2 separate regions of the Mus musculus genome follow, and region 1 is linked to region 2. The links are chromatin contacts, called in public HiChIP or PLAC-seq maps. All regions are on one chromosome and are shown on one strand. Each heading gives the region's core, a stretch centred on a gene start, on an enhancer-like site or on the middle of the called end of the contact. The rest is flanking DNA. Distances are from core to core; before and after follow the strand shown.

The links. HiChIP or PLAC-seq counts read pairs in DNA pulled down with a chosen protein or histone mark.
Region 1: a FOXA1 HiChIP or PLAC-seq map of pancreatic cancer cells shows a contact between it and region 2. The contact joins two enhancer-like sites. A contact is called at or near these places in 6 of 484 Hi-C or Micro-C datasets (cortical glia, embryonic fibroblasts, embryonic retina and 2 more) and 11 of 115 datasets of contacts at active chromatin or transcription factors (bone marrow-derived macrophages, embryonic fibroblasts, embryonic stem cells and 5 more).

Annotation. Positions count from the first base shown.
Region 1 is chr11:117,318,283-117,322,894 of GRCm38.p6, reverse strand. The region is part of intron 2 of Septin9 (septin 9); the gene reads right to left. It overlaps Gm34065 (a long non-coding RNA gene), which reads left to right. Exons shown (of 4, transcript XR_003949802.1): 4 at 1-970. Among named protein-coding and RNA genes, the nearest start is that of Gm34065, 6.4 kb to the left of the region's middle. Within about 2 kb of position 2,699, at least 196 of the 459 cell types and tissues checked have an H3K27ac peak or open chromatin away from gene starts, as enhancers often do. A contact at or near this core is called in embryonic stem cells, heart atrium, pancreatic cancer cells and 3 more, where this site is marked.
Region 2 is chr11:117,088,681-117,093,578 of GRCm38.p6, reverse strand. No RefSeq gene overlaps it. Among named protein-coding and RNA genes, the nearest start is that of Mir6516, 14 kb to the right of the region's middle. Within about 2 kb of position 1,623, at least 123 of the 459 cell types and tissues checked have an H3K27ac peak or open chromatin away from gene starts, as enhancers often do. A contact at or near this core is called in embryonic stem cells, heart atrium, pancreatic cancer cells and 3 more, where this site is marked.

The sequences.
Region 1 (4,612 bases), core at 1,450-3,949, 230 kb before region 2:
TGTCCACAGGTTCCTAACTGCAGGTTCTGGGTTGAATCTGTTTTCTAGCACTTTCTACCTGTCCTTCCTGATTCTTGGTCCTTCCTTTTCCTTTGGCCTGGCCTTTCTCACACTGCAAAGCTGGGACACCTCTCCAGCCCCATTGTGAAGGACCCTCGAGTAGCATTGGGCCGGGGGGGATGGATCTCCCAGGGTCCTCTTCTTAGGGCTGCCTTCTACACAACAGCATCCCCCCTGGAGTAGTACGGTTTAGTCTCACTCCCCAGACTCTGGAGCAAGGCCATGGGTGACTCTGATTCCAAAAGATATGTCAGGGTTGGACCACAGACCTGAGTTTGCCTGCCTGGGCTCCAATCCCTGTGATCTCTAAGATGAGGTGTGGTGTCTCACACCCTCATGCTGCCTCGTGGGGGGTGTGCATGGCATCTGGAGCCAGTCCAGATCTGTGACCATCTCTATCTGTCCTTTGTCTCAGAGTGGCTCTCAAACCTCACCATCTCTCTTGGACACCTGGTAAGGCACCCATATGTATGCAGGGCGTATCCCATGAACACCTGAGCACCCTACTGGTGGGCAGTTACAGCCCTGCTCTCCATACAGTGAGCAGATGCTGTGGGCTCCCCAGCCAGGAGGTCCTGGGATAGGACAGGCAGTATAAAAAGCCACACGGTTGAAGAGACATTGGAAGGAGAGGGAGCCCTCCCTCTGGAGTCTGAAGTCTCCGGTCCAAAATTTCTGGGAAATTAACACCATTGCATTGACGGTTTTAACAAGGAAACCACATTCCTTTTATAGAGAGATATTTTTGAATAAGAATGCAGAATTAGCAATGAGCCGAGCTTCGGGCCTGAGCGTGTACACCCTTTGAGTATGGCTAGACTCTGTTCCCAGAAGTGAACCCCACATTTCTGGGAATCTCACAAACAAGACTATGAACTTCACTTTCAATAAAAACGATCTTAACCCCTGAGTACCGGGTAGTACTGAGTACCGGGTAGTACTGAGTACCGGGTAGTACTGAGTTACTGGGCTGTAACCCAGGGTTTTGTTTTATCAGCTCTAACCCTGTGAAACCACAGTAGGACCCGACTTCAGTTCTCAGTAGACTTGTCTTCCTCAGAAAAACCAGACACATGGCTCTCGGAAAGACACCTAAGCAGGGCCCTCTTAAGTAGCCCATACCCACACTTGTTGACTCCAGTGCTCAAACCTGGAGTCTTAATAAACACCAACTCTAATTTGCACAGGCTCAGCCTGAAATCCTTTCCACACCACAGTCAAGCCAAGGGTGCAAGGACCTTTACATAATGAGTTCCAGGACAGCCAAAACTACATAATGAGACCCTGTCCAAAAAAAAAAAATCAGCCTTCGTCAGCATCCTGCTCCCAATGTGACCTCTGACCTGGGGCGTGGCCATGGCCAATGCTTGCTTTCTCAGGCGCCTGGCTGCCCCACAGGCAAGATGTGTCAGTCCACAGGTGTGCAGGAGAATATTCCTGGGGGACAGTGAGGCTCTCTGGTAAGTGAGGTGGCTCAGTAGGTATGGTGCTTGCTACAGCAGCCTGCTGACCTGAGTTCAATCCCTGGAACCTACATAAAGGTGGAGAGAGAAATGACTCTACAAAATTGTCCTCTGGGCTTGGGGACAAAAATTAAAAAAGAAAAAATGTCCTCTGACCTCCATGTGTGCATCATGATGTACACAGACACACAAATAATAATAATAATAATAATAATAAATCAATAAAGTATTTTAAAAGGAGTCCTCCATGCTAGAGATGGCACAGCCCAGCACCAGCCACTCGAGCTGAGGACCCAAGTTTAGTTCCCAGCACCCCTGTGGTGGCTCACAGTTCCAGGAGGGGTCTGATGCCCTCTCTTGGCCCCTGTGGGCATTAGGTATGCACGTGGTGTCCAATACACATGAAATTTTAAACAAAATATATCTTTTTGGAAAAAAAAACTCACAAACATTCTCCACTCTGGATGTGTGAGTCATTCCAGGCTTTCCTGGGGTGGTACCTGGCCTGCTAGTAGTGTGACTGCTGACCTATGGAGGTCCCTCATTAGAACCATTGTGAAGCCCCACCCCTCACAGGCAGGGAGGCCTTGGGTCCCATCTGAGAGGGAGAACAGTCAGTTTCGTGCATGCGTGCAAGCCAGCCCCTCCCAGCCTGCTCACTCACCCCCACAGAGGTCTGGGTGGGGCAGTGCTGTGCTCTGCCCCAGGCTCAGGGCTACTACAGAGGTCTCACTTCTCTCTGCCTCTGGCGCTCCAACCACTTCTGCATCAGGCCTTGCTGGGGCTTGGTGACTGAGGTGTGGCCAAGGAGCTCTGAATTACAACAGGAACCATTTGTATGAGTGAGGCACCAAGGCTAAGCTGTGTGACCTCTGGAAAGCTACTTTGCCACTCTGGTCCTATTCCTACAGGTGGTTTTACACGACCTATGTGTGCCTGAGCCTCATCTACGGTGCTTTAGCCCTGTAGCCTATCTTCAATCAGCACAGACAATCAGCTTCTAGGCCCTCCACCCCCACTTCCTCCGGCCTCATAACACTCGGGCTTTCTCTTTCTCCTCACAGTGCCTTGCTGTGTAACTCTGGCCAGCCTGGGACCGGGCTATGTCATCCAGGCCTCCCAAGTGCTCAAACAGCAGGTGTAGTCATGTCACGCAGCCGGGACACTCTTCAGCTCTGCCCCACACAGTGGGCCCCGCCTTCTGCACTTAGCCCCAGTGCTGCTTTCAGTTACTCCCAAGGCAGAGGAACTGATGCTCACCGCCCTCTGTCCTCCGTCCTCCGCCCGGCCTCCACCCAAGAGGCCACTATAGCTCAACAGGCTGTAGGTGGCAGGGGCCAAAGAGGCCAGGCCACACCCCTTCAGGGAAGAGACTCCATCAGTGGAGACAGCTGCTCTAAGCGCAGGAAAAGGAAAGGGGTGGGGGAACTTGGGGGTGGGGGAAACGACCTTCCCCTCCCCCATTCTAGACCTCTACTCCAGGAGGTCCCACCCCCACCCCACCTCAGGGGATTCAGTCTTCTGCCAAACCCAGTAATGAATCCCACATTGCTGGGTCCCCCTCCGCCCTCTGACTGAGCTCTGAACAGCTGGCCCACAGAAGGTACTGAAGCTGAGAGTGGAGAGGAGCCTGCAGAGTCCCACATCCCACCCACCCCTTCCTCTGCAGATAAGGCCCCTCTGTTCCGGCTCTGGCCTGGGAAAGCTCTGTGTATGAGTGTCTCTCTCTCTCTCTCTCTCTCTCTCTCTCTCTCTCTCTCTGTGTGTGTGTGTGTGTGTGTGTGTGTGTGTGTGTGTGTTCGTTAACCCTTTCGTGCAAGGCACATCCTCAAGGCTTCCTGTCCCCAGCAAAGGTGCACGCCACCACAGCAGAGAAAGCTAGGAAACCAATCATCAATAACACACCTCCCACACCACTAAGCCAGTGACAGAGCTTAGGGAAGAGGCCCAAATTTAAACTATCAGTTTGCCTTAGCCAACAGCCGTGAGACCTCTCTGTGCCTTCATCCCTTCTCTGTGAAACACTAATAATGGCAAAGACCCAATAGGACAGGGCCGATGGATTCAAGGAGGTGCTTACTGTAGGTAAAGGGCCCTTAAACACATTGGGACCACAAAGCTCTAATGCCTATCAGCCACATGAATCCGACAGACCTCAGCTCAGCTCAGCAGCTCAGAAGAGCTGGCTCGGTTGGTGCCCGGAACTGTCTGGCAGCCAAAGGTAAGGTCCCCGCTTCCTCTGAGCTCTGCCTGTTCTAGAAGCAGCCACAGCTGGAGTCTAGTCTTAGTTCCAAGAGGTGACCTTTCTGAGTCAGAGACCACAGGGACCCCTGGGGCTACCAGTGTCCGGATATGAGGATATAGCACCATGACTCTCTGACCTCCTCAAACCCACGCTTCTCTCCCCTGCTTCAGTTCTAGTCATGGTGCCCAGGGCATTCTGGGACCTGAGCCTTGGCCCTGTACTGTACACAGCTGCCCTCGAATTTCTGCCTCCAGTGGCCACGTGGCTCGGCCTACCAATGAGGGGAGAGTGCAGCCCAACAGGAATTGACTGGCTGCAATCTACAAACCCAGACAAGGGTGAGCCAAGCCATGAAGCCCTGGAGATCCTCTGTTAGCCTCTGCAGTCCCACTGAGGTGAAAGGTTATCCTCTCTACCCAGAATTCTGAGGGGCCTATTGGAGTGAAAGAAACACAGGGATGCAAAAGTGTCTGTCCCCAGCCATACAGCTGCCACATGCTGGGGCCAGAGGCAGAGCCCCAGCCGATCTTGCTCTCCACAGCACAGTCATGTCCCAAAGAAACAGACAGACTATACAGACAGCAGGTCACTGTGGAGGGAAGGACCCTGTTACACAGTACAGGCCCCCTAGAGTCACACCATGGTACACCAGCCCACAAAAGGCAAACCTGAGAGCTGTAGCCAAGTGAGAATGCACAGGTGACAGATGACTGCTGTGACCAAACTCTCCCCACATGGAGTTAAGGACAGCAAGATGGCGTTGGAGTCCCACAGGGTATACTCCAGGTCAGGGGTCTTCTGAACTGAAGGAAGGGCTTAATCAACACCACATGGCACCATTTCA
Region 2 (4,898 bases), core at 374-2,873:
GGCTCCTGTCACACAGGCTTTGATCCTGGGAATCCATAGAAAGGCAGAAGAAGATAACACTCCACAGGGTGCTCCTTCAACCTCGCTGCCCTCCTCTCTGCAAGAGAGAGAGAGAGAGAGAACAGAGAGAGAGAGAGAGAGAGAGAACAGAGAGAGAGAGAGACAGGGAGAGACAAGACAGAGGGAGAGATAAAGACAGAGATACAGAGAGAGATAAAGACCGAGACACACAGAGAGAAAGACAGAGATACAGAGACACAGAGGGAGGAAGAGATAAAGAAAGAGATATGGAGAGACACAGAGACAGACAGAGATAGAAAAAGAGAAAGATACAGAGAGAGAAAGACAGAGAGACACAGAGACAAAGACAGATACAGAGACAGATGACAGACAGACAGACAGACACACACACACAGAGAAAGAGAGAGAGAGAGAAACATGTTTAGTTGCTACTTACTGGCTGGACAGGAGACAGGAGAATGTTGAATGGGGCATGGGGCCCTGGGGGCTGTGTTTGGGGGTGTACATCTGAGGTGTGACAGAACAGAGTTAGCTATAAGCCACAATGCAAATGTCAAGCCCACAGAGTCACACTCAGAGGTCATGACGTGGCCAGCAGATGAAGTCCCCTGTTCAAAGGCCCTTGCAGGTGCAGCGGATGGGATGGTGCTGGCAATGCGCCTCTCGCCCTACAGAACTCCCATGAGAAAAAGCTGTGTCAGCAAGACGGCCTGGCCCCTCCCAGCCTGTGAAGCCCCAAGGACTGTGAGACAGCCTCAGTGGGAGAAGGTCGTGACCTTCTCACAGCCTCAGTTTTCTCCCTCGGCTGTGCTCTGATGTGGTGTTTTCTACGTATAGATGAACTGCAGTTTCTCTCCACTTTGGGTTTGTTTGTTGTTGGTTTTTTGTTTTGTTTTTTTTTTAAGTCTCTTTCTTCCATTAACCAAGCAAAAAACAGAGTAGAAATCTAAAGAAGAAATTGTGTGTGTGTGTGTGTGTGTGTGTGTGTGTGTGTGTGTGTGTGTGTTGGATGTGCATGTATCTGTTATCTGTTTGTACACTTTTCTTTCCTTTAAAGTCATGCAAATATGCTGGTGTGGCACCTCGTCCATTTAATCTCAACACTAGAGGCAGAGGTACAGAGATCTTAGGGAACTAGTGGTCAGCCTGGTCTACATAGCAACTTTCAAGCCAGCTAGAGCTACCAAGACAGACCTTGTCTCAAAACACAAAACAAAACAAATAAAATCAGTTAAATGAGACTCCTCATTTTCCCCCTGAGAGTCAGGCATGACCTCCAGTCAATCAGGCACTTAGAGCTGGATCACTGGCGACTGTCCCCCGGCCTGCGTCCTCACCACAGAGGAACAGCTGAAAGAGAGGTGGCCTCAGGAAAGCTGTAGGACTGAGCGGTCCAACCAGGACCCCCTCCACGTGGGCAGCATTCGCGGTTGAGTGAACGAGACTCTTCGCCCTGACCCTCAAGGCACACTAGCCTCTCCACCGGCAGCTGGTTTTCTCCAGCATTAGCGACTCTGAGAGAAATCACATGCCTAGGGAGACGTGTGACATGTGAACGTTCTCGGGTGACACACGCATTAACTGCTCTTATACGCAGAGTGAAACTGTGGACCGGATCGGGCTGGCCCCAGTCGTGTTCTCCTGAAGGTTAGGGGTGGGACACAGCAAGGAGCCGATGGGCGGGACTGCGGAGCATCCGCTGAGTTTGGAATCCTGACCCTCCCCTTACTTGGAACAGAAGTGGAGGTGGCTTTCTTGATTCTCAACCAAATTACATTTTTTTTTTCAAAGGCTGGGGGTGTAATTCAGCATACATAAGGTCTTGGGTTGGATCCCTAACAAGAAAAATAAACCAAACAAAACCCCAAAACAAACAAACCAACCAACCTCACCCTTCCTTCACTGCCTGTCTTATTTGCAGAAGAACGCGCCTTTCTTAAGGCCCTTTCTGGAATTTCTCAGTTGGGGTACCGCCTCCTCATTTCCTGTTACTTATCCCTAGAGGAAAAGAAATGACCTAAACAGGGCAGGGGGGATGCTCCATGTGAACAGAGGCTCACCCTGCGAGCCTGGCACCTGAATGAAAAATAGAAATTAAAAAAATAAAAATAAAAATAAAAAAAGGAAATGACTGTCCCTAAGTGTGGTGGAGATGACGATTTATCGTAGATAGAAGAGAGAGCATAGCCCGAGGCAGGGGCATCTGGGAGCCCAGACTGAGCTGGGGCACGCAGGGATACAGGGACAGGGCAGGTAACCAACATGTCTGGATTATAGGGAAGAGCGTCTGAGCAAGAGCAGCCCAGTCCCTGGGCTGGAGAGTTCAGGGTAGAGGGTATGCCAGCCCTACCCTGTAACCGTAGGGACTGGAAGAACCTGAAGCCAGGTCATATTTGATTTGTTAAATAGCCACCATTTGTCTTGGGGTCTGAGACTGACTAACCAGAGTTCAAGCACCACATCCCAAGGTGGAAAGAGAATAGATCAAAAGTGGCACACGTAAGTCTGCACTGGAACACTCACACGCACGCACACACGCGCACGCACACACACACACTGCTAATAATAAATAAAAGTTTAAAAAGGTAGCAATTCACCTAAAAAAAAAACTTTCTGCAAAAAGAACATATCTCCCACAGTCAATTAAAGTGCCACCACCACCACTAGGGTGCCTACAAGCCCTAGATTCTGGTCACTTCAAGTTGCAGTGTTCTGTGAACTCCTGTACACTTGAATAGTCTTTAAACAAACCATCTTTCTCTTGTAACCCACGCTGGCAGTACCGTTTGCTGTCCCCAGTTACTGAAAATGAGAGTAGAAGAAGCCAAACCGGGTGTGGTGGAACACACCTTTCATCTCAGCACTTGGGAAGCAGGAGGATTTCTGTGAGTTCGAGGCCAGCCTGGTCTGCATAGAGAGTTGCAGGACAGCCAGGGCTACATACTGAGACCCTGTTTTTACAAGTAGCATAGAGAGGGAGAAATTTTCTCTCCTGGACAAAGGAGCCAACATCCTTTATGTATGGTGATTAATCTAAAGGTTTTGTAAAATCTGGGAGAATGGGAGATATTAGGTAACGGAAATAGAATGGAAAATGTCACATATTTATTTTGGGGGCTGGGCAGTTTACCAGGCTCTGTACCTACTAGACAAATAACCTACCAACTGAATCACACCTCTCACCCAGCATAATTTAGCATAGGCCTACTAAACACCCAACAGTTCGCAGCGTTTCCTCCTTAAACCTTTCTGTTTGCTGTAGAAGAACGGGGTCATGCAAGGCCAATGACTGCCCAACATCACACGCCCTGTTCACTTTTCCTTCATAAATACTATGGTGTACTCTTAGGTACTGAGCTGGGTACCAATGACTCATCTGTGCATAGGACAGTCACCACAGCCTGGGGTGAACTTCCTAGCTGAGGAGCTGGGGGGGGGGCGGGTAGGTGGGGGTGGGGAGGAAGATGGGCAGGCAGGCAGGTAGGCACACAGAAAGGCAGGACTGCCCCATGAGGCACCAGCTACCAAAGACCTGGGATTCCTTCTGGTGAATGAGATAGATGGGAGCCATTGATCTGCTCAGCTCTGTGTTCTGCTCCACGTCATCTCAACTGAAGTCTCCCTGTCACTTGGCCACAGCTCTGTTATCTGACCTTCAGAGAAATGAGAGATATAAGCTGATTCCTGCCAAGCGAGCTCAGGACCAGGAAGTTCCGGGGTTTTGCCCTTCATGGAGAAAAAGCAGTGTCTCGCTTATCCTGGTTGCCTCTGCCTTCTGCCTGTCTTCCCAGCCCTGACCCCTGCCTGTGCTGCAGCACTGTGGAGCCTCAGGCCTAGGCCTGGCTGACCCCTGTGTGGGGACTGCCACACAATAGAATTAGGCCTTTTCGCTTCTGTGTTAGAAAAATAAACACACTTAGGACATGGGTCAGGCAGTGTGCTTGCCTAGGATGTGAAAGGCCCTGGATTAGATCCCCAGCACCCAATGTGCCTCCCCTCCCCACCTGTACCCCAAAGAATGAAAATCCTCCCAGGATTGGTGCCTCTGGGTTTAGACAGAAAGAAAAGTTTTTAAAAATTAACATTTGTGTGTGCATGTGTGTGTGTGTGTGTGCGCACACATTCGAGAGCATGCTCATGAATGCCATCACCTGTATGCAGAGGTCGGAGGGGAATTTGCAGGAGTTGGCTCTCTTCTCCTACTTAGTGACCACACACTGGGCCATCTCACAACCCTGCTCCCCATCCCCTGCCTTATTGATTGATTGATTGATTGATTGATGATTGATTGATTGATTGAAACAGGGTTAAACGTAGGCTGGCCCCCAGAAAGCTTTGTATGGGAGGATTACAGGCAGGCGCCACAATGCTGAGCCTAGAAAGAATCTTCTGGATGAAGCCGAGTAAGATGGGCTAGAAAGGACCAGGGTGGGAGGAGCCTGAAGAGGGAGGTGGCAGGTCAGAGGTCAGCCAGAGGGTCCCATTCTTGTCAGAGCTTCTCAGAGGGGCTTGTGCTGGCTCTCTTGGAGATTGGGCTCAAGTTCAGGGCTTATGGGATGGAGAGGAACCCCACACGTCGTCTCTTTAGTAAATACTTTGCCCCCAGTGATGGGTGGGGACAAGGAGTTCCACAGACCACAGAGACCAAGCACGGGATCCTGGAGAGGGGCGGGTCTCTTCCAAACCAGACTTCCCCAGAACTGGTTCTATGAGCTCTAGAAGGGTGGAGGGCTCGTCTTTGTGGACAGCATTTTTGGTTGTGGGCCCACCCAGGAGTCACACCTCTAGTTGTGTCCAAGAGGGTGTTTCCAGAGAAGTCTGACAAAACAGGGAAGCCCCACCCCTCGCCCCCTCGTTCCTCCACCCCCCATGACCAA